Linked DNA regions of Mus musculus: regions 2, 3 and 4 are each linked to region 1. The links are chromatin contacts, called in public HiCAR-type and HiChIP or PLAC-seq maps. All regions are on one chromosome and are shown on one strand. The core of a region is the stretch at or near the end of the contact, and the rest is flanking DNA. Distances in the headings are between cores, read along the strand shown. Region 1 holds the start of Naa20 (N(alpha)-acetyltransferase 20, NatB catalytic subunit). Region 2 overlaps Ralgapa2 (Ral GTPase activating protein, alpha subunit 2 (catalytic)). Region 3 holds the start of A930019D19Rik (RIKEN cDNA A930019D19 gene). Region 4 overlaps Ralgapa2 (Ral GTPase activating protein, alpha subunit 2 (catalytic)).

Region 1 (7,405 bases), core at 2,392-4,891:
AATGTGACACCAGTGCATTATTGGTAACTGTGAGTTTTCTGTTTAATCCAATCAAAAACCCACTTTACACTTAAGACAAACAAACCTATTATATTTACTTACTGTGTGTTGGTTGGTTTTGGGCAACATAAACCTAGCCATCTGGGAAGAGGCAATCTTGATTGAGGAAGTGCCTCCATAAGACTGACCTATAGGCAATAGGAGGCATTTTCTTGATCAATGGACAGTTGGTGTGGGCCACTGTGAGTGGTGCCAGCCCTGGGCAGGTAGCCCTTGGGTGTATAAGAAAGGAGACTGAGCAACTTAGAAGAATCCATTAGCAGCACTCCTCCATGCGTTCTGCTTCACTTCCTGCCTCCATGTTCTTGCCTTGGCTTCCCTCAGCAGACTCTGACCCGGGTATTTGGACCAGTGTTTTATCATAACAATAGAAGCCTTATGAGTTACATGCTATATAAATATTATCAATTGTAAGATACTCATTTAAAAATAATTACATGCTGGGCAATGATGGCACATGCCTTTAATCCCAGCACTTGGGGGGCAGAGGCAAGCAGATTTCTGAGTTTGAAGCCAGCCTGGTCTATAGAGTAAGTTCCAGGACAGCCAGGGCTATACAGAGAAACTGTCTTGAAAAAACAAAAAAAGAAAAAAAAATTACATGTTAAAATGAATAATTTTACCAAGAAATAGTAATGTTTAAAAAAAAAAAAAAAACGGGCTGGAGAGATGGCTCAGCAGTTAAGAGCACCGACTGGTCTTCTGAAGATCCTGAATTAAAATCCCAGCAACCACATGGTGGCTCACAACCATCCGTAATGAGATCTGACGCCCTCTTCTGGTGGGTCTGAAGACAGCTACAGTGTATTTACATATAATAAATAAATAAATCTTTAAAAAAACAAAAACCTAGTGACAGAGGCATTGTAGTTTTTCCATTGACTTCTCTAGTGTTCAAGATACTATTCAGACTCCACACCTGCAAAACATAGGTAGGCAAAACAACAAAACAACTGGTCTTACTGGTCTTAGTGCTGTGAGAACAGTTTTGGCCTTAGAGTGGTCAGGAACCAATCCTGAGGGCCTCTGGGTGCTGTGACCCTGCCCAGCCCTATAGAGACATGTTTGGCTCACCTAACTGTCTAACTCACTCTGCCCTTCCTCTATTTCCTTACATGAAAATGTAAAAATAAATAAGTGTAAGAAGAAACCAGCCAAAGGCCTCTATCTGACTTTGCCCACCCAAAAGCCCTGCACCCAGACACTGCTTGCTCTTCTGCCATTATAAGGCAAGCAGACCCCTCCCTCTTCTCACCAGAGGACACTTCTCTTACAATTCTTTCTCTCCTGTATTTGTACCTTCCACTTCTGCCTCTCCTGAAGGGGGTGTACAAATGCAGCCCATGCTTAGCCATCGCCACCTCATGATAGTGCCCTCCCCTGCCTGGAGTCCTCTTGTTTGCTAGCTTCTGGATCCCACCCTGGGTTTCCTCCCACCTGGGTTTGGCCTTTCAGTTTCATTTACTCTAGCACCTAACCTGGTGACTCACTGTTTCCTAACGTGAGAAAGTGGGTTCCTTCACTGGCATTAACAAGAGGAGGCGTCACCAAGCCAGATGCGCTGAGACCTGATGTTTAATAGGCGTCCATGTGTATTTTCCTTCTACCTTCTCCATTTCCCTATTACTCTCTTCCTAGAGCTTCATATGCAGATGCTTTATCTCGGTTTCTTAAGTTCAGGCTCTGTATCATCTACACAGCATCTCCCTTTACCACTCCAGTCTATTGCCTCAGTGGCTTGCCTGCCTACTCTATTGCCTCTAATCAACACCTTGTACTCAGTAGATCAGAATTCAGACTGAAGAATTTTTAGACACTATGTGCCTGTACCTTTAAAGGACACCCCCCCCAATTATTCCCTAATACAACCGTATTGGAAGCACTTATAAAATATGTACGTTGTACTATATAAGTATTCTATTGATTTACAGTACATGGAAGTGCTTGGGCTATTTGCATACCACTCCATTGCAATAAGGGGGTTGCACATCACTGAATCTTGGTGTATCATAGAATCAATCTCCTGTGGATACCAAAGGATCTCAGACTTGTGATCCTCCAACCTCAGCCTGAGTGCCAGGATCAACCTTTTTCATTTATTGAATGGGTATGGGTTTTATATGTCTGTGTGTTACATGCATACCTGGTGCTTACTCAAGCCAGGAAAGGCCAGCAGCTTCTTGGAACTAGTATTACAATCAAGTGTGAGCCTCCATGTGGAGTGAACCCCTGTCCTCTGGAAGAGCACCCAGTACTTTTAACAACTGAACCATCTCCAGCTCCATGGGACCAATTTTTTAACAACCACCAGGGCCAGTCTCCACCTACTCCACGTCAGGGTTCTGTGTGTGCAATCCCTTCCCTCACCCAGAAACTGAGGACATCAGCACATGACAGAATTTGTGAAGATTTAAGGGCCTATTATTACATGAGCGCCTGCCACAAGTACTAAAATGCACAGAGGATTCAACACAAGCGGGACCTAACCGAAATCTCACAAGATCGGATCTGAACCAATTAAACACGATAATTAAACCTGGCTTCACCTGAAGCAAAGGCCTACCCTGCTTCACACTCCATTTTCCTGCAGCCTTCTCCAGAGTTTCCTCCTTGCCAAATTTCCTTCATCAAGGTTCATCCCCTCTTTGAAATGTCCATCATCCCAGAGTTTCTTCCCTTCTGTTACCTAAACCTTCCGGTCCATACTTCTTACTACGTTATATCAAGCAAATAACCGAGGTCATGTGTCTACAGGAGTTCGCGGTGAAATGCTGAGCTTTTTAAATGGTCATAATTTGGATTCCAAACTAAATTTTTTTTTCTTTTTAAAAAGCGAGAAGGGGAGAACGGCAAATCACGGGTTTTTAAATTTTGGACTGAAAAGAAACCACACAGCACCGGGGAGTCTTCAGTACATTGGATCCCCAACCAAAAAAAAAAAAATGTAGTCTAGCTGGGTGTGGTGGGGCATGCCTTTAATCCCAGCACTAGTAAGACAGGAAGACATATCTGTGAGGTTTAGGCCAGCCTCGTCTACAGAGAGTTCCTGGAGCCCAGGGATACGAAATGAACCCTGTCTTTTTTTTTTTTTTTTTTTTTTTTTTAAGAGAAAAAGAAAAAAACCCAAGGCAGTCTACTTTGGGCGCTCCGCTACTGTAACTACCAAGCACAAACCACAACTTGCTGAGAGGGCCCGGAGCATCGCAAGGTTACTTCACTGGGATACAATTTAACCAGGACCGCGCTCCTTCCCCGCCCTCCCTCCGCAGTGAGGCCGCCTCAGGGAGCGGGCGCGGGGTGTCCAGCCCGGCTCCGCATCATCCCGGGCGCACCGGGAGCGCCGCGCCTCGGCCAAGGTCACCGGTCAGCGCGCCCGCGCAGCGTCCACCCGGCCCACGGCCCCGCGAGGCTGACCCCGTCCCGCGCCGCGAAGACAGAGGCCGGCCGTGCCTCACTCACATGTTGTTGAAGCGGAACAGGTCGTCGCAGGTGAAGGCCCGGAGCGTGGTCATTGCGCCGCCGCCAGCCTCCAACCCGCTCGGCGCGACCCCGCGCCCGCACTACCGGAAGTACTCGCGCCCGCGGCCGCCATGGGGTGGGACAAAGAACTACTTCCGGACCAGAGGTTGCTGGGCAACAAGAGTAGCGTCGTAGCTCTCTCTGGCGGCTGAAATCAGCAATTGCCTTAATGATCCGCGCCCCGCAGACCCTTTCCAAAAAGTAGGCAGAGTAGTAACAAGGAGAAAGAAGCTGGAGTCAGAGAGCCAAATCGTAAAAGCAAGCTTCAAAACTACAAAGATGCTTCACAGGGTGAGTTAGGAAGTGATCCCTAAAAGGATGGCTCAGGGCCTCTTCTCTCAACCACTGTCATGAACCAGGGATGTGACCTTAAATTTTCTAGCACATTAAAATTATTTAGAAGAAAGGAAGGAAAGAAGGAAGGAAAGGAGGGAGAGAGGGAGGGAGAGAAAGAGAGAGAGAGGAAGAAAAAGAAAGGAAGGAAGGAAGAACAGAAAGAAAGAAAGAAAGAAAGAAAGAGAGAGAGAGAGAGAGAGAGAGAAAGAGAAAGAAAGAAAGAAAGAAAGAAAGAAAGAAAGAAAGAAAGATTATCTGTATAAAAAATGTGAATATCTTATCTTATTTTGGCAATAAGACTTTGAAATCTGGTCCATATATTTGCAGTTTATTTTAATCCGAGAGAAAAATGATCAGAACTATTTGTTTTCGATGCTGATTTTAATAAATGTGTGATTAAAGAGCAGATCAAGCCAGGAATAGTGCCTTACACCTGTAATCCCAGTAGTAAGGAGACAGAGACAAGAGGCTGTTAGTGAGCCTCGAAAACCCTGGTCTATATAGTGAGTTCCAGGCCAGTCAAGGACACATAGTGTGACCGTCTCAAATACATGCATACAAGATGATAGAGCTATCAAAGTAATCCAAACATGTTTCCAAATAACCAAATGAAACATTATCTCATGTCTAAGTTGAAAGTTAACCATTAGGAATTACATTCTTTCATCTGGCCTGCTACATTTTAAGCACCAGCCCAGCGTCTCCACGGCATAGACCCAGTGACTGAGGAGACTATGTACTGTCGGGCTGTGAAGCTGCCTTCCCCTCTTCTCCTTACCAGCAGTTGGGGTGGTCCTGGAGAACATGCTGCTGAGCTCAAACCAATCCAACTCAGCGAGATGCCTACATTACAGCAGACTCACATCCCCAACTCCTTTGGGACTCAGTTGCTCCGCAGGTGTCTTGGGAATTCCTTGGCCAAACCTGAGGGCCAGGTGTGGTGGAGAAGAAAGCAAATGGTTGAAAGAGCAGGTAGTCCCAGTGGCTCCTCGCCAAGCTTTGTCTCTAAGCCTGATGAAGTAAATTATACAATGAATAATTGTAAACATGGGTATGACAGGCCCGAAAGTATATATATAACTGCTACTATGGTAGAAAGGTGGAGTTTGACACCATGAGTTCAGCTTCTACCCTCTATTCACTTACTTTGGCAAAATATGCCATGAAATGAACAGTAAAATATATTTTTGAGGGAAGTTGAGGTTATGATGCTTATACAAATGGAAAAAATGGACAAAGTCAGAAAGAGTCTGAACTAACCAGTAAGAGAGATATGGTAGTCTACTCAAGGAAAATTTTAAATGCATGTGGTTAAAACAAAGACAAAATTGAGAGGGGGGGACATGTGGGGGAATATGAATTTGATGGGTGTATATATGCTCATATTTCATTGTATGTGTGTATGAAATTCTCAAGAATAAAAATGTTTTAAGCCAGTGAATGTAAGTAAATTTGCTTTTTTTCATGAATAAGTGTATCATTATACAAAGAAAACTATAAGTAAAATACACACAGCATATTCAAACATGATCCCAGGACTTAGAAAGATGAAGGAGAATCTTGTCTTCCAGACCAGCCTGTGCTACATAGCAAGACCCTGTGTCAAACATCAATAAAAAACAGAGTAAATAAATGGCCAAGGTGCTCAGGACCGCTGGTCAGCATCCACAGGGCAGTGTCCTCTTACTTCTCCACTGGACAGCACATGGGACACTCGTATTCTTATGGGTCAAGAATCTTTCATCAATATCCATTTTCTGCATCTCACAGATTTGTACAAAGAAGTGGAAGATAATAAAAATGAAACTCAGAAGAGTTTACTACTTGGGGTATCCAGTATTGCTTTTTGTTTTAATTGGCCATGTCAAAATATTTTGCAACTTTTTTTTTTCTGACATGATCCAGTGTTGATTTGAACTAGCTGGTTGTGAAGTTTGGATGATATTCATAATTTTCTTCTGATTCTGGTTTATAACCATAAGGTTTCTAAGTATTTTAAATATAATAAAATTTTAGTTTAGTTTAGTTTAGTTTTTTCAAAATAAAAAGGTGAGTTTAATACAGAGGCAGCACTTGACCCATGCTAGATACTGTGGGCTACTAATTTGCAACCCATGAGAGATGGGCATAGTGGCTGAAACATGTATCCAGCTGTTGGAAGATTAAGGTGAAAGGAAATAAAACTTGAGACCTGTGATTCATGTAATGTATGTCAAATAGCCCAAAGAGTTGTTTGTGAGCTTTGAAACCTGGGGCTGAGAACATAGCAGAACAGACCAGGACATGCCCGGGCAGGCCCATCGCCTCCCTATCTCCCACCCCTCTGACCTAAGTTAAATGTTACAGGCTGCTGATGTTTAAATGGACCAATCATGTGAACACAGTCCAATTCCTCCCCCAGCCCCACTCCTTTTCTATAAAAACCCCTAGCTTCCAAGCCTCGTGGTCGAATCCGCTGTCTCCGCCATTAAAATACCTCGTATTGTTACATCAAGGTGTTGTGTTCTATTTGTGATTCTTGGGTGCACGTTGAATCAGGAGCTGAGTGGGGGTTTCCCCACTAGGTTCTTTCAAAGGCAGACAGACTGCAAGCTGGAGGGCAGAGTGCATCCTGATATAAATAGTGAGACTCTGTCAGAGAGAGGGAGAGGGAGAAAAGGGGAGGGGGAGGGAGAGGGGAAGGGGAGAAAGAGATGGGGGAGAGGGAGGAAGGGAGTGGGAGAGGGAGAGGGAGGAAGGGGGGAGGGAGAAGGAGAGAGAATTGATTTTTGAGTCGCAAGCACTGCCCTCTAGCTAGCTATAGAATAGCAACACAATAACACAGAGAAAAAGCACAGAAGGTACACAGACCTCCCTTCTCTCCCTGTGACTCTACTTCAAGTTGTTACCAATCTTGTTGCTCAGCACCTTTGATCTGTTGGCATTTGAAGGGGCCCAGTACAAGGCTAGCCAGTGCAAGTTGAAAAGTCATCTACAGATCACAGGGAACCTACTGTCATCTTATGCAACAGAGTATTTATTTACATTACAGAATAAGTTATTTATCTCTAAGCCTCCATCTCTGCACCCCTGGAGTATCTCTTCATAGTATCCCTTCGTGGGGTTGTTCAGAGGACTCATGCCTAGCATGCAGAACAGTACCTGCCCTTTTTCCAATGCCATAGAAGTGCTTGTTAAGGAAAACCAGTGAAATGAAATTGAAATACTTTGTATATTTAAGAATTGAAACTGTAAACAAAGAATGTGAGAGAGAGAAAAAAAAAACTCAACAACAGAAACCTTAGCAGAGTTACTGCAGGGGCATTGATATATCTCTACTCTTGCCTTGTGAACAGCCTATAGCAGAAGGCAGCGTTGCAAGCTACCTCCCTTCTCTCTTACTCTATGCCACAGAAAAGCCTACATGCTTGTCTTATGGGTTTTAAAAATACATCTGAGGTCTATTTAAATTTTAAAGCCTGTCTTATTTTAATAAAAGAGATTATGTGCA
Region 2 (7,955 bases), core at 4,025-6,524, 460 kb before region 1:
TTCATATGGAATTATAGAGAGTTCTGAATAGGCAAAATAATATTTTAAGAACAATATGAAATCTTAGTTTCTGGTTTTACAACTTACTAAAATAGTATAGTATTATTAAGTAGTTAATATAGAGCAATAAAATAGAATTGAGAATATGGAAGGAAACGTATCAATGAGTGACTAATTTTTGGTGTAGGTACAAAAATAACCCAGTGGGCAAGATATAATTTTTCTTACAGTGCTGAGACAACTGGACATCTTAGAAAACAATAAAAGCAGGTATTGAGTAAAAGGTTGGTTCATTGGGTAAGAGTACTTGCTGTGCAAACTTGAGGACCTGAGTTCAGATTCCAGCACCCTTGTAAACATCTGGGCAGTGGAGAACCATTGGGGCTTGCTTGTGGCCAGTGTGACAGACCCTGTCTCTAGGCAGTAAGACAGAGTAGTAGAGCAGGCCACCTAATGTCTCCTCTAGTCTCTATGAATGTACATAGATACACATACCCATGTACACATATTTGATATACTGCACATACAAGTACAGACACACACATACACACACGCACACACAATGAAATTAGCCTCCATCTCAACCTCATACTATATGCAAAATTTGACTCACAATGAATCAGTGGTCTAAATGATATGTCAGAGCTAAAGCTGTAATATTTTTAGAGGAAAGTAAAGCTGGAAATGTGACTATCTTGGAATTAATGTTAAAGCCTTGGGAATGACAAGGGTCAAAAGAAAAGGGGAGAATAGAAGTCATGCTTTCCCAGAGTTAAAATCTACCACACACCAAAGACATTCAAGCAAGTGAAAAGATGACTCACAAAATGTTAGAAAATATTTCCAAATCACATGCCCAATCAAGGTCTTCTGGCCAGAATATTGGAAAAAGCTTCACAGCTCAATAGCCAACAGCAAACCCATGGTCCAAATATAAAAGGATGAAAAGCTTAATAGACTAAAATATCTCCAAAGACATCAAAATGGCTCACAAGCACAGGAAATGATGTTGAACATAATCAGTCACGGAGAAATGCAAATCAAAACCACAAGGTACCTCTTCACACTCACTAAGGTGGCTGTTAAGGTAATTTTGTTAAAAGGGAAAATAATTATGACCAGATTTGGAGAAATTGGAATCCTTGAACTTTCCTGGTGAGAATAATAAAGTGGAGAAACTGCTGGTGGGAAGCAGTCCCTCAAAATGTAAACGCAGTTCTCAGAAGCGGCAGTTCCACTGTGAAGGAACGGGCTACAGAGATTCACACATCTGTAGAGTGCCACTGTTGCACCAAGGTAGAAATAGCACACATGCCCAACCAGCTAGTACAGTTAAAAACACAGCAGGTGTGGGGCTCACACTTGACAGCCTAGCCCTCAAAAGGCTGAGGCAGGAGGATTACTGGACCTTTGGCTACATGAAACCTGTCTCAAAAGATAAAAGGAAGACTATCAACACAATAGAATATTATTTTTAAAAATAGTTAAATGCCAGACATGTTAAATCATGCTGGCCAGCCTCAACTACATACAACCTGGAGGACTACATGAACATTATCTCAAACAAAAACAAAATTGAAAACAGGATAAACCTTGAAAACATGTTAAGTGACAGAAGCCAGATATAAATGTCACACACTATAATATTCCATATTCTGAAATGTTCAGAGCTAGCAAATCCAGAGACAGACGGCAGATTAGTGGTTGCCAGGTAAATGGATAGACGGAAAGCAGGGAGTGGCTGCTAATGGACATTGAGTTTCATTTGGGAGTGATGAAAATGTTCTCAAGTTAGATAGTGGTGATGTTTGCTTAATTCTGGGACTACACTAAAAGCTATTTTGTACACATTATTTTATTACATATGAAACCTTTAATAAAGTTGTTACACATAGCAAAAATAAGATGCAGTTGGACAGGGCTGCTGACTTTCCTACTCTACTATAAAACAGTCATATGTAGTGTTTCAAACCCACCAGGTCTTTCTTGCTTTTCAAAAGCCAGTGGAGCTTTCCTTGGCAGATGAGGGGTGAGCTGTTACGCAAACATAAACAAGTTTCCAGATGCTTCCTATGGGCTTGCAGGCTACCTTTGCCCCCATCCACACATTACTGTGCGACTGGCAGAAGAGTTCTATCCAGAAGAAGTGTCTTTAACACACCCCACCTCCCTTCTGCTTGTGCATGCCACTGTCCTGGAAACTCTATGTCACAGTGGTCCTCAGGGCACAGAGCTAAAGGAGTCTTTGAGTCTCAGCCACTAAGCCCAATTACTCGATTTATATCCCGTTTCTCTGGGCTTTGAGTAACCTAGTCACACCCACAGAAGTCACATTTTTGAAAACCTGCCGCTCTTCTCCAAATAAATTGCATCTTGCTTGGCCATTTACACAGAGAACCTGTAGCATATACCACACATCATTTGACTCAGATCCTGAGAGTAATTTGCAGTTTCATACTGGTGCCATGTTCAACTATGCCTTGGTGGTGTGGGGGTGGAGAGGTGGGGGGAGGAGGATATGTGTAATGACCAAGATTTTATTTTTGTCACCAGAGGTCAGGTAGCAGCGTATGGTCTGTCTGTAAAAGGATGTTCTTGTACACAGAGCAGGAGCAGCAGAGAGCCACTAGCAGAGAAGAGAGGGCCAGGCCTGGAATTTGAAGGCTTCTGATCTGTTAGGATAACTATATCAGGCTGATACTTACAAATGTGTCCTACAGGTACTAAAAGGTTGTGGTTGTGGTTGTTGTTAATTTAAATTATATCCACACATAATGTAAAACTATTCCTGTTCAATCAGATATATTTTTATAATTTCCAGTGGTGGGATGAATCTTGTCTTTTTAATTAACCAAATTATTGGGATACAGAAATGTTACCAAAATAAAAGGTTCCTGTGGTCTATACTAGATAGTAGGTACAGTGAAATCATTTCACTACAGAATATTTCTTAAAAGGAAAAGTCAAATGAGGAGTTAAACGATTTTGCACTCACATATTTTATTTCTTGACGACTGCTCAGCCTCACAGAGGGACTAAGTGACTTTAGGTGGGATAACCGATCTGTTTGCTCTGGAGAAGCAGGCGCAAGTCCTCCAAGGAAAGACCGGGAGACAGATGGTCGGCTATTGTGTTACAGCCATCATCTGCTGGGTCATGAGCAAATAGTAAGTGAAAAATATACACGTGATTGTGAGAGGGCACAGCGGTGGCCTCACCAGCGCAAGAAGGACGAGGCTTCTGCTCAGTGGGGTTTCGGAGAACGCTGTGTTGAGATGTTAGATGTGCAGGGTTAATCCATTTTAAACTAGGATAAAGTGAACATTTGCCCCCATTTCTGACACTACTATGCAATATTTTGAATTGAAATGGCAAGTAATGGCCTTTTTTTTTTTGCTTTCCATAACAACACAAGCACTAAATTATAGCTGTGCAATTATGTAAACAATGGAAATGCTTCCAGAAGGAATCCTTCCTTTTAAATTTTCATTTCGTGTAATTGTTGGAAGGTTTAGAGCTGTAATAAACAAAATTATTTTACACATTTATCGTTCTAAAGGTCAATTATAAGAGAACTAAAGAAGCAGCCCTGTGCAGAATGAGTAAGCCAATTTGTGCCGCCGTCACCATATGTTTTCCTTATCACTTATAGTTTTTCCAGTTACTGTGTACATAGCATTCAATTAAAGTGATTCATTTGAGGGGCTGGATGTAGTTTGTGTTTATAGAACTGTGCTTTGGAGGAGAGGAAACAACACGCCTCTATTTGAATTACCTGATTTTTTTGCAAGATCAGTGATAAGAGACAGATGTTCTCACCAGTCGCTTTCTCATAAGCCAGAACCTGGTGATAAGCTGCAAAGGCACAGTTAGCATCTCACAGTCTGGCTTTCCCACTCAGCCTGGAGCTTGCATACGGACCTTTCACTAAAACGGGAAGGGGCAGTGTGTCCTGTTCACCGTGTGGCAGCAGGTCACAGGGTGGTTTCTCTCCAGTAAAAAACGTGGTTTGTCTGCTCCATCCTAGTCAACTTAAAGAATAAACCTGATTCCTGCTCCAGACTCCATTTACCGCAAAGCCTGTTGTTTACTTTAACTACTTGTTTAGTCTGTTTAAAAGGTACAGAAAAAAAAGAAAATCAGATCTTACTACCAGACTCACTTGTTTGAGTGCTACAATTCCTCAAAAGGCTAAAGCTTAGAAAACTTACAGGTTGTGTTCCTGAATTTGCTTCCATTTTACCCCCAAGTTATATACACAATCTCTAATTGCTTGTTAAAGGGGTTGTCTTAGGGTACTGATTGCTAGAGCTTTTTAATTTCTGGGGTAATGTATGATCAAAGTAACTTCTCTATGTTATCTCTGAAATTTTAAAAAATACCTTCCCTCAGTAGATTATTAAAACATTCATTCAATAAATTATTAGGGGGCCAGGCATAGTAGTGCCTCCCCCTTTAATCCCAGCACTTGAGAGGCCAAGGCAGGTAGATTTTTGTGAGTTAGAGACAGCCTGGTCTATAAAGTAGGCTGTTACACAGAGAAACATTGTTTCAAAAAAACAAAAACCAAACAAACAAAAAACCTAACTAAATAAATAATATTGAGTGAACCTTTGAAGTACGTTATATAGAGTAAAAATTCTTCATTTTGAAAAACATTGCTAGCACTGTTTACTTCTGTACTTTGAAAGCCTCCATAAAACATCTATTTGCATCTGCATCCCACTGCCTACTGCTCATTAAGGAAGGGTCATCTCATCTTAGGGAAGAGAGAAACACATTGCTTTGGGGGTGACCCACAGTATTGAATCCAGGCCTTGTGGCCTCAGTTCTAGAGTACTTCACAGGGTTTGAACACAGGGAAATTTCCCAACAGTGGTTACAGTAGAGTCAGCCTTGAGAGAAGGAAGGAATCATTTGATAAGAATAACAGCCTTTTTGTTCATCACAACCCATCCTTACAACTTTCTCAGGCCAGGTGGAGGTGGTACAGCCATGGTGGTTGGCCCTATGACATTGTAAACCTCCGTTTTAAAGACGAGTGCCTATCTCAAAGTAAGGACTTCTGGCAGCTAGTGATGTTTTTACAAGAAATTCATCATCATTTGCTTGTTAATACTATATTGTTTTAAAGAAGTTTCTGACAAAAGGTAATCTTTTTCTATTGTAACTTTACATTTCAAAAATGTGAGTCACTTTGAAAAAATGTACTAGACAAATCCTGCTTGCTTTATAGTGAGGCTACTACAAAGGGCATGAGGACTAGCCCTGGTGTGATGGGTGCGTGCTGAATGCCATTCTGTCTTGTTCATATGGAAAGCCCTATAGGCTATGTAAACTATCAGACCAGGAAGGATTTTATTTTGAATTTTCAAAGATTGATGGTAATACCTTGAGGTGGAGGAGTTAGAGATGAGTGGAATCGCTTCTCGGCCTTTTGACTGAGATCAAATGTAGAGATGAGTAGAGCTCATAGTGCATGGTCCTCTGTTGGGAACATGGATGGCAGATGCTCTCCTGAGTGCCATGTGGCTACTCCTAATTTTAAAGTGTTATCTCAAAGGTAGACCTTTTGGACTGCTCCATTTCAGTGTAGATAAGCAAAGTAAGCCAGCATGTGGTGGTAATTTGGCTGACTGGTCATATGGCCCCCTCTTTAACCCCCGAATTAACCCTACCCCAGTGCTGTCCTTAGTGACTATTGCAAAGGCACACTTTCTCTCCAGGCTCTGTCTTACGTGGGTGGTAAAGTAGGGCAGGCTTGCCATCTGTCATTGTCCCTCTTTTTCCCATCTCTTTGCCCATAGAAGCAGGTTCAGTTGAAGTCACTGGCCCAGGTCCAGGGAGTGGGTGAGCCCTGTGACTTTATCTCAAGTACTTTGTCTCTGCCATCTCTAGCACCAGTGACAGTTTTGTAGTTTCTGAGTGTATGGTTTTAACCCCCCTAAGTCTTTCTGCATACTCACCAATGAAGCAAGTTTATAAACTATGGTTTCAGCTTATTATTCAATTCCTAGTCCCCACAAACCTATTCCAGAAAACCATCTTTAAACCAAAATTTCTAAATTCCAGTGGTGAAAATGGCTCATTTGAGTTTAGTGTGTGCTAAATGCTTAAAGGTTTTTAAAGCCCTTAGGCTTCAGGGTTTTAGCTCCTCATCTCACCAGATGGAATTAAGGCAAACATAACAAAGCTAACATCATGGCTGTTTGCATTATTAATCTTCAGATGCATGGCATTCTGGTACCTTGCTAGCCAGGTTTGCACGAATCCATTCATTGCAGCATATGTCAACAGAAATGTGCTTCCATCTGCTGCTGGAAAGCTTGATGCCTGATATTCTGAGACAAGGCCCCAGCACAATGCATACCTCTGTGAGTAATTACAGGTGTGTGGTGAGGAGCCCAGGGCATTAATCAGAGGCTTAATTATGAAAAAGGTAGATCTTTTGTTCCACTCCTGGAGCATGAGTCTACTACACACTTTCTAACCTGCAGCATCCATCTGCTCAGCCCAGAGAATGTTTGTCTTGGCTGATATAGACCCTAAAGTGTATCGCAGGATGTGATTAAAACAGGCTTAAATATTAACAGGGAAGAAACCTTGGTTTAGGGTTTTTTTTTTCCAATCCCTTCCTTTTATCTATCTGTCATCTATCTATCACATATTTTCCTCTTATCTTTTATCTATAAATCATATATATCCATTTATTTTGTGTAAGAAAACGTTCACTGAAATGCCAAACTTCAAGTTTTAAACTAAACTACTTCTCATAAGTGAACACTAATATAGTAAGCATTACATGGTCATTTGAATCATGTAAATAGTATTATTTAATGTTAATTATATCTTCTGTAAGAAAACATGTCTTGGGAAAATGTTATGTGAGCACATGGAAGTTGTGTTTAAGAAGACAAATCATAAAATGAGGTGAATCTTACTATGAAGGGCCTAAGATAACTATGGAAATTAATATGTTGCTATGCTTTGCTCTAATAGTAAGTCAGGATTTGTTCAAGTAGCCACACTGACAGCCAAGGTTCTTACATTTTGCTATTTACTTATATATTGACACTAACTATTAGCTGCACTACAGCAAGTCACATAACTAAAGTACTTCAGCATGTGGTTTCGATTTGTGTGCCTGGCCAGAGTCTGTGCAAAAGAAGATTGTAGTTTTCATACTAATCCCATTTATACATGCACATACTCACACAGATGGCTTTAGAGGGGGTCTGGGCTGTAATGGTGTGAACACTATCCTGTGGTGGATTAGATCCACCAGAAGCAGGAATGAAGAACTCTGGCTTGGGGGCCGGCCAGCCCTCCACGGGATTCTATTATAGACACAGGATGGAGAGCTGTCAGGGAGATCATCCTGATGCCGAGCTCTGGCAAATGGCTGCTGTTGGCTTTGTGTTTGCACCTCTTGTGCACATCAGATCTGTGGCAACTCCCTGACCTTAGTGTCTCATGAATGTTACACCATTACCTTAACACTACCCACATTCCCATTTGTTAATGCCTGAAACTCACAGGAGTGGTCATTTCCATACCTTTGCCTATAAGCTTTTCTAACAGTGTGCTCTAACCTCTGGGGACTGAAGCTAAAGCAGGAGCCCAGTTTTTATTTTACTGACAGGTGTTTGCAAGTTTTATTTATACGTCTCTCTTGGCACACCTGTTCAAGGAGCCCATTGTTAAGTGGAATACAGGACAGATGTTTAGCTAGCCTCGGTGTCACAGTGTGGCTTTTGGTGTCTCCATTCCCTTTACCAAAAGATATGTATGAGAACCATTGGAATTATGCATCCCCCGTACTCTTTCGCACAAAAACCTAACAGAGTGTTCTGCTATCTTGTTAGTGGTAGTCATACATACATGCAAAAAAAATCACTTTGGAATTTTGTTCTTGACATTACAGTTGTGTTTCCTTATTTTCATTTTCAGGATGT
Region 3 (7,358 bases), core at 922-3,421, 360 kb before region 1:
GGAAAATGAGACATCATGCTGGCTTCCCCCAGTGCTAATTCCTAAAGTTATATGTGTAGCGCCTCCATTCATTGTCAGATCATTCTGACTGCTCCTCTTATTGGAAGTGCATGATTCACCTTCAGAGGAAACAGAAGCCTCACACAAAGGGGAAGATTTGCTTTCTGCCCTGTGAAAGGCTGCCACAAGCAGGGGTCCTATTAAGACAGCTGGAAAGTTGCTTCAGCGTGTTACGCTTGTAAGTTTTATTGGTGACTGGTTTTTGATTACACATTTGAATGTTGTGTGTTCCAGACTGCAGCTTTAATTAGACGGCAATGGTTTCTCTCTTTTTATTTTTTTGCAGTTGCACTGTATACCATTTGCTACAATCTCCGTCCATCTCCATTTTCATTTTCTAATGCTCATCACTTACCCTGCTTAGAGGCTCTGCTGCCCTTGCAGAATATAACTCCTAGCCTCCTCCTCCCACTAGGTTATGTTTTCTTACCTTTGTTGAAAGTGCTCACCACTACATCACCAGCTCTTACTTGAAGTATCAGTTCCTTGTGTCCTTAGATTGAGATGAGAATCCTTGTTACCTAGATCCGGAGTGAAGAGGAAGGCTGTCACGCCATACCATTCCAATGTTGGTCTACTCGACCACCTCTCTCCTGGCTTGAGCCAGCCTTCGAGATGGTATAATAATCAGCACTTTGCTATAATTTTGTAACATTTTATATTTATATATGTGTGTGTGTGTGTAATATTATATATGATGTTACCTGAAAGAAACCTAGGTTTTAAGAACTAGCATCTCACTATTATATGTGACAAATATTTAATTTTCTGGCAAAATGCTGAAGAGTTTCCAAGGGTAAGTGATGAGCATTAGAACGGGAAAGCTGAGTAACTGCATTTAAAACAAATCACCCACTGCTCTGCATGCAAAATTGCACGTGTGTTTGTCTCCTTAACTAATTACCGAAGCTACGAAGAGCGAGCTCTGTATCTGGAAGCAATAATTCAAAACCACCGGGAAGTCATGACATTTGAGGATTTCGCTGCTCAAGTCTTTTCTCCCTCTCCCAGCTACTCTGTCAGTGGAACGGGTGAGTGTCTACATGATTCTCCTCCCTCCCGCTTAAGACGTATTGAGTAGCAGATGTACACCTGTTTTTCACAGATAAATGCTTGCAAATTTAAGAAGAACGTTCCCCCTCTGAATCAACTAATGAATTTCAAAAGGAATGATGACATTCATTTTAATTTGTTTTGTATCCGAGCTGTTCGCTGTGTTCCTTTCTTCTGCTATCCTGTTAACCCTCGAATCTAGCAAGGTTAATGAACTTTTTCTCAATAATGTGCTCCGGTTCATTCAGGAGTGTGAGTTTCTTGCTGAGCTGGGAATATGGTGTTTAAAAGCGATGCCCAAATCACTGCATACTTATCAGAAAAGAGTTCCTCACAGTTGAAGCCGTCGCTCTAATGCTAAATGGGGATTATGCTGCTGAGATACCAGGGTCAGGGATTACTGCCAGAGACAGGGAAGGACAGTGTCCCCAGGCCTGTCATTACAGAGGGCCTCGTACACCAGTGTCATGTGGACAAGCCACTGACCACAGCAGCACCTGGTGTGGAGCCTTTAGAAAGTAAATTATAATGGCTTTCATTTAGTAGGTCAGTGGAATTTTCCATGGATTCCCTTATTTTTAGATACATACTATTTCTATATAATACTATCAATTTGAAAAAAGTATGTCCTGCCACTTAAATTGTTGGTATGATTATTACAGGTTTTTTTAAAGAATAAAATTATTACTGGTAAATTATTTTCATGTGCTGTTACAGATTAATTGCCTGTCAGACAGTAAGTGGAATATTTAGTGTACAGCATGTTGAAAATCTCAATGAGGGGCTTCCCTCACCTTCCCTGGTTTCAGCATAGCTATAAGGATGCTTAATAGATTTCTAGCCTGTGTTAATTGCTTCTGAACCAGGCTTGCTTCTCCTGTGCTGACTTGTTAACAAATATCTTACACACAAAGTGAAAAAAATTAAATTCAGTGAAATAAATCACTTACAAATAAAATCAGCCATGCGTCATTGTTTAACATCGCTGGCTTCAGGCCGTGCCTCTTGGAGCTTTGTTGGGAGATAAGAGAGAGAGGCAGGCACTTGCTTGGGAAGCCAGGAGCAGCAGGCAGAAGGCTTGGGAGATAAGCAAGCTGGCAGAGGTGCAGAGCTCCATTTACATAATCACGCCTCTGCTTCCTGGTGAGGCGAGAGAAACACAGGGATGGCCTCTATTGATCTTTGTTGAACTGGGATACTGAGCAACATGAGAAAAGCTTATAACTTAAAGCTTTGATTAATGTTTCTTACATTAAAAAAAGTAGAACAGCTGTGAATTGAATTCTTTTATACGCTCTGCCAGCATTCTATCTAAGACAAGAAAAAAATCTGTTTCAAGGGAAATGAAGATTTCATACCCAGTCTGGCTAGCGGTTTAAAATTGTGTCTAATTTTTCAGTGAAAGAACAGGAGGAATCCACAGCAAGCTAATGCTTTCCAGCTCCATTCAGTCTCTTCCCATCCTTTGGAGACGCTGGGACTCGGCGTTTCTCAGCAGAGGCTTTGGTTTTGGGTTTGTTTCTTGGTTTTTTTTTTTTTTGTTTTTTTTTGTTTTTGGTTTTGTTTTTGTTGTTTTTTTTTTTTTTTAACTTCTAAGAAAACATTTCATTTCTTAAAAATAAAAGAAAAAAATGAAATGATAAATGTTTATATTTCCTAACTTTTTATTTTTAAAGTTGATGATGATCAATGTTATTGAAATAATGATGGCTGTTATTTTCTATGTATATTTTAGCCTCTGTATAAATAAAGTTCAACCAATTCAGTTCTTAGGACTGTAGGAGCATTTTGATTTGTGTGACCACTTTGGAGAAGGGTAGATTTTGTTTTTTTGTTTTTTGTTTTGTTTTGTTTTAGAGAATGTCCTGTTTTTTTTTTCTTTAATTATTTAGTAAAAATTCCAACAGCTTGTCAGGACAGACATTAGAACTTTTATATATGGGGCAAGAAACCAAATATAGAACACCAAAGCAAATGGATTTTATCCTTCAGATCAACATCAGCACCGCATCCCGTCATGTTCACAACTTCTGCTTGCCCTTCACAGTGATAAGGAAAGAGATAGAAATGCAATCTATTTGAACTGCAGTGTGAGGGCAGTGCAGTGAGAATGGGGTTCACAGCCTCATCTGTGCAGGGGCACCTCTCAGAGCTGTATTCTTCCTGGTGTATGTGCAGCTTCACCCCTATTTTCACAGAGGAAAAGACTTTTCACTTATTCATAGTGGTTTTTTTATTTTCTTAGGACAAACACAGTCAAAACCAGATGAGCCCAGCCCAGCCAACTTACACTCAGAGACTGAGGTGAAGTCTGTTCTTCCAGACCACCTGGAAAAATGGACCCTGAACTTCTTACACACAGGGTCCAGTCAAACTGTCTGTGGCCATTTACATCATCAAAGCAGGGACGTGGGCGCCCAAGCGCTTTACATACATATGACAGGCTTCCCTAGGATACAGTCTTTAAGGAAGGTACTGCACTGTATAATACAGCACAGCCAGAGAGCAGCACAGCCCCACTGTAGAGAGATGTGCAGCTGAGCTTGACCATAGACTCTGTTGATGGGAAAAGCCTGTGCCTGCCACACTCCCTGACCACAGAGGCCTAGGAGCCAGAGCACCCAAATGAGTGAGTGTACTTCTATCCAAGGTACACCATGAGCTCTGAATAGGGACATGGGACTCAAATATAAGAGTTCATCTTCTGTCAACTCCTTTAAAAGGAGAATTCATCTCCCAACCAGAAATGCTATTTTAAAGCAGCCCTTGGTATCTGTTGCATCTATTGTTAGAATTAATAATACTCTGTATGAAAGGTATTTGGATAGCTTTTTTACCTAGCCCTGCCTGCAGTTTGCAATTTGATCCCTTCCCATATTGGCAAGTAATAAATAATCGAAAAGGAAGCTGATATTAACATTTATATGTTTTATGCATGCATATTTGTATATTCTTAACCCACAGAGCTATGGGAGTAGAGTGCTAAGTTTGTGTTTTCATGTTATCACGGAAGGGGAGCAGCAGAGAGGACTATAAAGGGTTAACTGGAATGGGCACCCTCGAGTGCTGGGGAGGGACTGATGTAATCACTGCAGCTCACAGCCAAGTGCATCTGTTCACCATGAGGTCATTCTTCTGCATGCTAATGACCTGGAGAATCCAGTCTGGTGTTTGACATTATCCAAAGGGATATAGTGTAAATCTTTACCTTTGGGAGCGGCTCTTACTGAACAAAAAGAGGGAAAGAAACTTGTTTGGACTTGCATGGGGGTTTCCTTATTGCTGGGGTTTTTGGGTGGTTTTGGTTTGGTTTTTTTTTTTTTTCACCCCCTGAAGCTGCTCTAAAGATTGTGTCTGGACCTTACTTGGAGTAGTCCATTTGTGTCTGTTGATAAGTGAATCCCAAAATTTCTGTTATGGTCACAGCTGTCAATTTGGCAATTGAGAACAGTAGGTTTGTCTCATGTAAAATCTAACTTTCAGCATTTAAAATTATCATGGTCAGAAGTTGGTGAGAATGTTTTTATCCCAAGGAATGTATAAAACCAAGTTCAAGGAGATTTGTTCTCAGTGTCCCTGGATTGGCTGGTGTTTGTTTGAGATGCCAACACTGGTTATGGCTACTGCCCACTTCAATACTGCTGAGGAGGGCCAGCAGAGGGAGCACAGGTCTTTGTTTATTTGTTAGTCTCAAAAACACAGCCCTTGATTTCTCCAATACAGAGTCAGCAGTACTTTCTCCTTCCTTTGTGACAGGCGAGGTGGAAAGGCTCCAGGATAACAGAGCAAGTGGGAGAAAATGTGTCACCCCGACTTTGATCCCCTATCTGCTGCTTGAATATAGGTCATATTTGAGGCTTAAACCAGATTAGTCTGGGTCAGTCTTAAGATGCTGCCACTGCCCAAAGCTGCACACTTTCCTCTTTCTCAGATGTGTGCCTGGATGGTGTCTTGGAAAGGAGGATTGTGGTCATCTGTCTCGTAGAATAGACTTGTCATTCTTTCCTGCTTTTCACTACAATAGCTTTTGACACTGTACCAGAAATCCTAACCTTGTCCAATGAATGAATTCACAAAGCCACAGACATCCTGCTATACCTTGGACATCCCAAAGGGAATCTAGGTTATAGATGCTGCACTAGTTCTGTAGTTCACTGGCCTTTTCCCCAAGGGATGAAGAAGTTCCACCAGCTTCCCCTTGTTGAGGCCACCATGCATGGGTGCTCACTATACCAGCATCTTACACCATGCATGGGTGCTCACTATACCAGCATCTTACAGACTTATGATTTTGTATACAGATCCTGGAAGGAATATTTTACTGGGCAATTAATAAGCAAGTTAGCCCCCAGAAACAGACAGGTAAAGCCCAACCTTGGCCCAACAAGCTTTTCATGCAGGTTGAAAGGGTAATCCCCTGCATATCACTCAGTTGGTATCCACTCTTTCTCATTCTCCCTTCCTCCATCCCTGTTAAAGTGGTCTTAAGAAGGCTTAGATTGATAGCACAGCTTATACTTATGCTTCTTATGTATTTAGCTTTATCATAGCTTAGGGAAACCAGCAAAGAACATCAGAGAATGTGGAGGTAGAAGGGACTTCATAGAATAGCAAGTCTAGCCTCTTCTTAGTAGTTTTGACTAAGCTAAAGCATAAACCATGAATGAACAACTGCAGGTTGCAGACAAGCTTGACAACTATCCCTCACCTTCCATCCCACATATAGACATGCCAAACCAGTGCCTACGCTATGATGATGGTCCTATAAATCAACAATATGGCTGGTTTGTTGTTGATATTAAAGCCCAGAATTAAATTTGAAAATTACATGTAGAGAACCCAGAAGTTTTCTGTAAACATAAGTTCTCTTATGTCACTGTCTACTTAAGAGCTCACAACCAGCCCAACTTAAACCCTCAGCATACTTGGCTATCCCTGGCCAATATGTTGCCATGTGTTCTGTAGATAGATAACTACCTCCACCCCAACAATGCCATCTGGCCCCAGCCTAGATCTTTTCCACACAGCCAGTTCAATTCTGCCCCTTTTTGTTTTTGTCTTGTAACTTATACATGTATTCTTGGAAAGGTAAGAAGCTATTGATAGAAAGTTCTTAACCACTCTTAATTCTATCACCTAGACCCAGCTTGCACAACATTGTATTTTAGTGTGATCAACTTACAATGGATTTATATGACTCTTACAAGTGCAGGAACATCTGCACTTCTGTCTTATTTTTTTTTAAAGAACATGTAACTCTGTAGTGCATGTGTTTATCTAAGGGAGCTATAAATTCTTTAAAGAACAATGCCTGCCATCTCCTTTTTACAATACATGCAATAGGAGAAAAATAGGAAAGCAGGACAGAAAGAAGTCAGGCTGTTGCTTTAAGTGGTACAGGTGTGTCTCCAGACCACAGATGTGTTGGGTCTGATGCAAGATGCAGAACAAACACCTATAATTACATTTCATCTGCCTTCTCCCTTCTCTTAGGAAAAGTGGGTCAGTGACAAGCAATATGGTCAAAGCCTGGTGTGGGGAGACGGGGGGGGGGGGGGGGGAGAGCCAGGAGCCAGGTTAATCCCCAGGCTGGGTAGTGCAGCTCTGAGTAACTGAAACTTGATTCTGGGTGCTTTTGTAAGTGATGTTCAGGGTTTCAGAGAGAACTCTCCATGGCCCTCTTTGTCACCACAGTTTTGTGCTTATTCATACCTGTATCCTTTTAACACTCCGTTACTCCTCTCCTGTTGCTCTGGGAGACAGGCAGAGGTGAGACATATTTTTCCATTTGGTCAGCTAGAAAGTGATACTGCAGCCTGTCAGATGTGACATCTCTGAGACAGCTCTGCCTTCCTTAGGCTGCTGCCACTGAGCAGACCTCTAAAGGGTACCTAAGGATACACACAAAGTTCTGGAACCCTTGAGAAGACCTGAGTCTCTACTTTTGTGGTAATGAGTCTTAAGAGAGAAAAAAAGATATACATGAATGCTTTGTGTCTTAAAAGAAAAAAAAAAGTCCTAGATACTTCACAGCAAAATGTGACTACAAGTGAAAGTAAGCCTGCTGGCCATGACTTAGACTCTCCTGAGGTCGGCTGTGCCATCTGTCTTGTGATCCTGGAGCTTGGGAACAGGAGCTCCTGTGTCCTTCACCATCCACTGATCGTTCAGCTTTTACCTTTGCAACACTGCCAAAAACCTAGGATGCCTGAGAACTAAAAAGCCCTTCCGCAAGACCAGGATAG
Region 4 (7,809 bases), core at 810-3,309, 500 kb before region 1:
AAGCAGCTGTCCATGGGCAGAGTGGTATGGTAGTGCAGGGGAGGCGGCGTTAGGTTTGGAGCTGGTTTGTCTTCTCTTCCCCTTTTCATGTACTTTGTAATGTCAGTGTTTATATGAATATTATCTTGACTTGCTCTTCCTGAATAAAGAAGTTATTAATTGAAGAACAGAAACAAAACCTGAGTGCAGCTGTTTAAGCCTTTAACTTCAGCATTGTGAGCAGAGACAAGTAGATCTTGGAAACTCACTTACCAGCCACTCTAGCAGAAAAGCCAAGCTTTCTAATTCAGTGAAAGGCTCAGTTTTAAAGGATTAAAGTAGAGACTGATAGAGGAAGATACCTAACCTCTGGCTTCTTCATGCATGCACATAGGTATGTGCACTCGCATCCATGTACTACACCACCCATACCACGCAGACCTAAATAAATAAATAAATGACCTGATGTTTCCCACTGGGCATGGTGGCACACACCTGTAATCCCAGCATTTAGGATGTGAGTCAGGAAGCACTTAGGAAATAAAGACCCATTTTTAAGTGCTAAAAATCAACAAAAGTACAAGTAAAGCCTAAATTTCATTCCAAATGGTTTTTCTTGATCAAGCAAACTTTAATTTTCATTGGGATTAAAATCAAAGTTAACCAAAGTGTCTGATATTTTTGTAAATCCTTGGAATTATAACATTAAAGTATCATTCAATCAGCATAAATTGTATTTATATAATAATGTATAGAATAGGTAATGATCCTGATGTTAATACTACAGGATTTAAGACTTCTAATTCTGTAGGGCAAGCAGGCTAAATCCCTCTATTTCTGTTTTGTGAGACCCAGGGAAATCATCCCTCCCCCCTTCCTGACCCCCACATATATTAAACAATACTAGTAAGTGCCTGAGTCAGAATTGGCCTCTGGATGCTGAGCTGTCTCTGCACTCCCCACTATATCACAGCTAGAATAATAGATGGGAAGCCCTTTGAACTGCTGGAGGGTTGTTAATGCATTTATTTAGGGCCAGTGTATAAGAGATTTCTGCACGATGGTGCGATAGATCTAGTGCTGAGTTTTACTTGAATGTTCTTAAAGGTGAACCAGATGCAGTTATTTTTATTGAAAGGAAAGAAAATTGGATGAGTGCTTCTTTTGTTTGTCCTTGAGAAAGATTAGTTTTGATCCCATTTCAGAGTATGCATCTGACTGCTTAGTGTAGTGAGCTGTGTAACTCTGTATGGTGCACCATGTTGTGGTTAACTCCTCCAAATACTTTGTTCTTCTTTGAAACACTAAATGGAGACTCAGCACACATAGTTCAAGAGTTCATCCTGTCAGCTGTGGAAAGCACAAACTGTAATATGATGAGGCTTAAGGATTATCACAGTTCTGAACTTAACTTTCTGTTCTTAAGAGAACAATTTCTTCATTAAAAAGAAAAAGAAAGAAAGAAAGCAACAAAACTTGAGATACAGAAAGAGCAAGCCATCTGTGGGTTTGGGTGTGTGGCTCAGTGGTAGCTTTTGCCGAGCATGTGTCAGGCCCTAGGATTGATCACCAGCACTACAGAAAACAAACAAAAAGTGTTAGTCTCACTGAATAATCCTACCCACTATCAGCTGCTTAGAATGAAGAAGGCCAGAGTTGGGGAGTCGGGGGTCAGCTAATAGGCTACTTTAATATTTGCTTGCTGTTTAAATCATCTCATGTTACTGAAAACAATGGCTAAGTTTATTATGCATTGTTCTAAAATATACCTGGGCTATGTTTAATCAGGCCTATTAATACATCTAAGTAAAATGGTGGTAATTAGGAGAAATTGTCTCTGAACACAGGTGTCACATAGGGAATTATCAAGTTTAGTCAAGAAACAGAGGAAAAAAATGTGGGAACAAGCTCTGTTGTCTTTTCAACAGGAAAATCAAGGCAAGGTAGGGTGAGCAGTGAACTCAGTAGACTGTAAACACTGAGGCTGTCTAGTTGATTGGGATCTGGCCCTGGTGCGGGAAGGGTAGGAGTAGATGGGCTGATCTGTCAGAGACAAAGGTAGATAAGCAAGGGAGAAGCTTGTGTTGATTCATTTACATATGAAAAGCCCATACTCTCAGGGAGGGAGGAGTTTACTATTTCTATAGTAAAGTAACACCAGGAGGGGCAGTCCCTCTCTAAGATGCCATAGCCCCAAGTGCCATAGCGTTAAGAGTACAAAAAGTGAAAAGATGAAGTAATATACACATCACATCTGCTCAGAAGTGTGGTGTATCTGTGGCTCTGCTTTGACACTTAGCATTGTTTCTGAGCTTATCCTTTAGTTAACAGAGAAACCTTTGATCTAGAAATACAGATTTAGATACTGTGAGAAATATAAAAAGATACCTGGGGCTGAAGAGATGGCTCTTGTCATACACTTGTCATGCAAGCATACAGACTGTAGTTGGATGCCTAAATCCCACAGGAAAACCAAGCACGTATACTAGTCATTTGTAATCCCAGCTCTCCAAAGACAAAGATGAGGGGCCCCAGTGGAAGCTGGCTATCTAGACTAAGTGCAACTGGTGAGCTCTGGGTTCAGAGAGATATTCATTCTCAATAAATAAAGTGGAGCCTGATTGAGAAAGACTACCAATGTCCACCTCAGTTCCCTATATGCACTCACACTCACATACATGCTTCTACACATGTGTAAGTGTATACATATACACACACGTACATGTGACAAAAAAAGATGAATGAGTCACAGCTACTGATCTCTTAGGAGTTTACAACCAAGAATTATCTCTGATAATGTGATAAATGTTCTGTAGCTTATATAATGAAAGTTAAAATCCTAGGATTTCTAGACAAAGAGCATTTGATATAAACTTCAGAACTTAGTCCTTACAGGTGTGGGATTGTGGTATGTGATAGAGGGTCTTCTTGAGAGAGGGGTAGAAGAAATAGAATCCCTATCTCACATCATGCCTGAAATTTGTTCCAAAGGTATAGAATTCTTAAATATGAAAAGGAAACTCTAATACACTTGGAAGAAAATGTCCTCCAGAAAAGTAAAAGAAAGAGAGAGAAAGTAAAAACCCCACCTATGGTCAGTCTTGGGGTAGAGAGGGTTTCTCAGTGACAAAGGAAAACAAGTAACCAAGGGCTGACCCTAAGAAATGTGGTGATAGTTCAACCTCAGCAGATCTAAAACTTTCAAAATCAAGGGAACTTTAAAAATTATTTGACTAGTTAGGATCCCAAAAAGAGGAAGTCCAACTTTGATGATCATTCCTTTCTAGGTCTTAGATTTAATATAAGATCTGATAATAGATAGCTGATGCCTCATTTTGGGTGGAGCCAGTGTCTTCCTCTGATGGATTATGTCCTCCAGTCTGGAAGGCAGATTATCTGTTGTGTGCACAGAATGCCCCTAACTATCAGGACAGTGTGAGTAAGAGAAGCCTTAGTAAGTAACCCAAACCAATGAACATATATGCTTTACGCTTTAGATAATTATTTAGTTAAAAGTATTAATTAAATTTTAACCTTAAAATCATCATGTAATGTAGTTTCAGATCTCTTTTAGTTAACATATTTATCACTGACCTACATCCAAATGTCCCTTACAGGAAATCCTTTAATTACAGTTGTAGATGTGAATTGAACACTGTTCACTTACATTGAAGTTGATTTGTAGAAACAGTTTATCAGTATTCTCTGTCATCACACACATGTTTGATGTTTTACCAGCCTCTGATATGCTTGTATATCATGAAATAATATAAAGTAAGTAGTAAAAGCTACACTGGCATGGGTAAACTGCCTTTTAAAGTCTGAACTGAGATTGAACAGTAATGAAAGGAGATGAGGGAGGGGCGGGAAGTCAGGCTGCCCTGCAGTATAATGCCAACTTGTATCCTGATCTTCTGATCCCTGAGCTGGCACCTGGCTTCTCTATCCCTACAGTTAAGATGTTAACAAGAGTCTGAGAGGTGATAGCATTTATTTTCAAAGAAAAGGGCTTTGCTTTGCTCAAACTCTGTCAACTATGTAAAATTACAGCTGTATTAACTGGTCCTTTGGTCATAAGTACCCATTTGCCAGTTAAAAATCTGTTCAATATTTTCAAATTTCTGAATTTTATACTTATCTGCTATAATCATGTATTTGGAGAAAGATGGTAAAATTTTACATATGTTTAAGAGTTCCTACTTTAGTAATTTTAAAGGCCTCTATAACATTTAGAAACAAAATGACATAGGCTGCTAATGAAATTAAAGCAAATATTTGGTATTTTGGAGGTGAACATGGAATTTTCTAAAATCTCTTAAATCCCCATTTTTAATCAAGCGTTCCTTCATTGAGGACCCGTCTACATGTAAAATGTCAGCATCTGTTCTGGAACTCGTGCCACCAGCCGGATAATTTTGGGCATAAACACTTTAGCTCATTAAAATCTTCACAGTAATATTGAAAAATGAACACAGTCACTCGAAAACCTTCTAAAGAGCTCAACATATTTTGATAGTGGGGGATGTTGCCTACGATTTTAATCTCTGAGACAAGAATGATTCTTGAATGCAAAGCAGGATTGAAACAGATTTTCTGTGCAGATCCTTAGAAACTGAGGGTCTGGTTGGTGGAGGCACAGCAGTGCAGGTGGTGAGTGAGTACCCAGCCTTCATGCATGTGGAGCTGTCACTTCAGCAAAGCAGCAGTGCCACTGGGATGCTGGGGCTGGTCTCACTTTGTATGGCTGCATTCATAAAGTTGGGGAATTAGGATGAAGCAAGGTTATGAGTCACCTAATTTTCTTACCCACCACTAAGGAATTGAAGCAATATGGCAATCTTATTGAAAGAAATAAATGTCATATCATGCTCTTTATTCACTTGAGGGCTTAGGTTGATTCATAAGCATTCATTAAAGCATCCTCATGTCTCTGCAAACAGCAGCTGCCTGGTACTGTACTTGATTTTATAGGAGGAGACTCTTCTGAGGCTTAATAAAAGTCACAAAATGAAGAGGACCCACAATTACGCTTTACCCTCTGTGCCTTCAGTTTTCCAGACATGGCTTGTGGAAATTCTGGTTTGGATGGCTATACATGTTAATGTGTCTTCTCCACGGAGTGTATGGTGTTCCTCTGGAAGGAATCGTCTCGCTTTCCCCTAAGCAACATCAGTGCTTCCATGGATAGCCTTCCCATGACACCACCTGTCATCCTTGCTGACTCTTTTATCTCTGTGCCTGGGGAGTCTTCCATCACTAGCACAAAAAGTGGTTGGATCCATCTTGGCCCTGCTTTCTGCTTTTCTGATTCACTCCTCTGGCTCCTTGTTGACTCTCTTAGCCCCTCCTCAGGTGCATACAGAGATTTGCTTCATTTGCCTAGACAAGGCCTTTAAAAAATGCAGAAATCAGTCCATTCTTATTTGTATGGGGTAAATGCTAGAATAATTTTGGGATAATTACATAAATAAGAAAATAATATATTAGAGAGAGAAAATGCTGGCAGAAATGGGAGAACTCAGTAAATTCTCACCAAAGACTCAAAGCAGAAGCAGAGCAAAGGTGACTTAAACAGAAAGCATAAAGATTTAGAAATAAGCCAAACATATTAGCTACCACAATAAATGTAAATGAGTTCTTTAAAGGAGAGAAGACCACCAGTGTAGTGTGGGTGGACAGCTGGGTAAAATTTAAAGTAGAAATTATCAGCAAGAGCAATAATTCTACGTTTACATGCACTTCCCAGCTTCCAGACATATAAAGCAAAATTTGGGGAAAAAAAAGACATGAGTTATTACTGATAAAACCATTCTCATAGAAGAAATATGAGTATAAACTGCCATTAATTGATAAGCAAAAAAATACTAATAAGAATAAGAAAACATAATACAGTTAGCTCAGTTGAGTGGACACGTGTGGCTATATGTATTTGGCAGAAGTTCAGGTTTGTTTTTTTAATTAGGTATTTTCTTCATTTACATTTCCAGTGCTATCCCAAAAGTCCCCCCATAACCCCCCCCACTCCCCTACCCACCCACTTCCACTTCTTGGCCCTGGCATTCCCCTGTACTGAGGCATATAAAGTTTGCAATGGCCTCTCTTTCCACTGATGGCCGACTAGGCCATCTTCTGCTACATATGCAGCTAGAGACATGAGCTCCAGGGGGTACTGGTTAATTCATATTGTTGTTCCACCTATAGGGTTGCAGATCCCTTTAGCTCCTTGGGTACTTTCTCTAGCTCCTCCATTGGGAGCCCTGTGATCCATCCATTAGCTGACTGTGAGCATCTACTTATGTGTTTGCTAGGCCCCGGCATAGTCTCACAAGAGACAGCTATATCAGGGTCCTTTCAGCAAAATCTTGCTAGTGTATGCAGTGGTGTCAGTGTTTGGAGGCTGATTATGGGATGGATCCCCGGGTATGGCAGTCTCTAGATGGTCCATCCTTTCATCTCAGCTCCAAACTTTGTCTCTGTAACTCCTTCCATGGGTGTTTTGTTCCCAATTCTAAGAAGGGGCAAAGTGTCCACACTTTGTTCTTTGTTCTTCTTGAGTTTCATGTGTTTTGCAAATTGTATCTTATATCTTGGGTATTCTAAGTTTCTGGGCTAATATCCACTTATCAGTGAGTACATATCATGTGAGTTCTTTTGTGATTGGGTTACCTCACTCAGGATGATGCCCTCCAGGTCCATCCATTTGGCTAGGAATTTCATAAATTCATTCTTTTTAATAGCTGAGTAGTACTCCATTGTGTAAATGTACCACATTTTCTGTATCCATTCCTCTGTTGAGGGGCATCTGGGTTCTTTCCAGCTTCTGGCTATTATAAATAAGGCTGCTATGAACATAGTGGAGCATGTGTCCTTCTTACCGGTTGGAACATCTTCTGGATATATGCCCAGGAGAGGTATTGCGGGATCCTCCGGTAGTACTATGTCCAATTTTCTGAGGAACTGCCAGACTGATTTCCAGAGTGGTTGTACAAGCTTGCAATTCCACCAACAATAGAGGAGTGTTCCTCTTTCTCCACATCCTCGCCAGCATCTGCTGCCACCTGAGTTTTTTATCTTAGCCATTCTGACTGGTGTGAGGTGGAATGATTTGCATTTCCCTGATGATTAAGGATGTTGAACATTTTTTCAGGTGTTTCTCAGCCATTTGGTATTCCTCAGGTGAGAATTCTTTGTTTAGCTCTGAGCGTCATTTTTTAATGGGGTTATTTGATTTTCTGGAGTCCACCTTCTTGAGTTTTTTATATATATTGGATATTGGATCCCCTATCTAATTTAGGATAGGTAAAGATCCTTTCCCAATCTGTTGGTGGCCTTTTTGTCTTCTTGACGGTGTCTTTTGCCTTACAGAAGCTTTGCAATTTTATGAGGTCCCATTTGTCAATTCTCGATCTTACAGCACAAGCCATTGCTGTTCTATTCAGGAATTTTTCCCCTGTGCCCATATCTTCGAGGCTCTAAAACCATCCAGTGGAAAAAAAAGACAGCATTTTCAACAAATGGTGCTGGCACAACTGGCGGTTATCATGTAGAAGAATGTGAATTGATCCATTCCTATCTCCTTGTACTAAGGTCAAATCTAAGTAGATCAATAAACTCCACATAAAACCAGAAACAGTGAAACTTATAGAGGAGAAAGTGGGGGAAAGCCTCGAAGATATGGGCTCAGGTTTTTTGTTTTTGTTTTTTGTTTTTTTAAAGATTTTATGTATATGAGTACTCTGTAGCTATCTTCAGACACACCAGAAGGGGGCATCAGTTTCTATTACAGATGGTTGTGAACCACCATGTGGTTGCTAGGATTTGAACTCAGGA

What was found. HiCAR-type assays count read pairs that join an accessible place to other places. HiChIP or PLAC-seq counts read pairs in DNA pulled down with a chosen protein or histone mark.
Region 2: a contact with region 1 is called in a FOXA1 HiChIP or PLAC-seq map of pancreatic cancer cells. The contact joins the enhancer-like site here to the promoter of Naa20 in region 1. A contact is called at or near these places in 6 of 39 promoter capture datasets (cranial neural crest, embryonic stem cells, liver and 2 more) and 3 of 115 datasets of contacts at active chromatin or transcription factors (bone marrow-derived macrophages, embryonic basal ganglia and pancreatic cancer cells).
Region 3: a contact with region 1 is called in a HiCAR-type map of astrocytes, with 2.3 times the contacts expected there. The contact joins the promoter of A930019D19Rik here to the promoter of Naa20 in region 1. A contact is called at or near these places in 7 of 39 promoter capture datasets (the C10 cell line, cranial neural crest, hematopoietic stem and progenitor cells and 4 more), 1 of 484 Hi-C or Micro-C datasets (the N1E-115 cell line), 2 of 115 datasets of contacts at active chromatin or transcription factors (the 230-238 cell line and astrocytes) and 1 of 9 other capture datasets (pancreatic islet).
Region 4: an H3K27ac HiChIP or PLAC-seq map of differentiating embryonic stem cells shows a contact between it and region 1, with 6 times the contacts expected there. The contact joins the enhancer-like site here to the promoter of Naa20 in region 1. A contact is called at or near these places in 8 of 39 promoter capture datasets (the 3T3-L1 cell line, the C10 cell line, the HPC-7 cell line and 6 more), 6 of 484 Hi-C or Micro-C datasets (B cells, the N1E-115 cell line, cerebellar granule neurons and 3 more), 18 of 115 datasets of contacts at active chromatin or transcription factors (the 230-238 cell line, CD8 T cells, differentiating embryonic stem cells and 10 more) and 2 of 9 other capture datasets (liver and pancreatic islet).

The regions. Positions count from the first base shown.
Region 1 is chr2:145,899,477-145,906,881 of GRCm38.p6, reverse strand. It overlaps Naa20 (N(alpha)-acetyltransferase 20, NatB catalytic subunit), which reads right to left and starts at 3,641. Exons shown (of 6, transcript NM_001141965.1): 1 at 3,520-3,641. The coding sequence starts at 3,572.
Region 2 is chr2:146,361,515-146,369,469 of GRCm38.p6, reverse strand. It overlaps Ralgapa2 (Ral GTPase activating protein, alpha subunit 2 (catalytic)), which reads left to right. Exons shown (of 41, transcript NM_001033348.3): 25 at 7,951-7,955. Among named protein-coding and RNA genes, the nearest start is that of A930019D19Rik, 110 kb to the right of the region's middle. Within about 2 kb of position 5,274, at least 19 of the 459 cell types and tissues checked have an H3K27ac peak or open chromatin away from gene starts, as enhancers often do. A contact at or near this core is called in pancreatic cancer cells, where this site is marked.
Region 3 is chr2:146,254,099-146,261,456 of GRCm38.p6, reverse strand. It overlaps A930019D19Rik (RIKEN cDNA A930019D19 gene), which reads right to left and starts at 2,171. Exons shown (of 4, transcript NR_040619.1): 1 at 2,064-2,171; 2 at 491-581. It overlaps Ralgapa2 (Ral GTPase activating protein, alpha subunit 2 (catalytic)), which reads left to right. Exons shown (of 41, transcript NM_001033348.3): 39 at 970-1,091.
Region 4 is chr2:146,395,236-146,403,044 of GRCm38.p6, reverse strand. The region is part of intron 21 of Ralgapa2 (Ral GTPase activating protein, alpha subunit 2 (catalytic)); the gene reads left to right. Among named protein-coding and RNA genes, the nearest start is that of Ralgapa2, 110 kb to the left of the region's middle. Within about 2 kb of position 2,059, at least 20 of the 459 cell types and tissues checked have an H3K27ac peak or open chromatin away from gene starts, as enhancers often do. A contact at or near this core is called in differentiating embryonic stem cells and memory CD8 T cells, where this site is marked.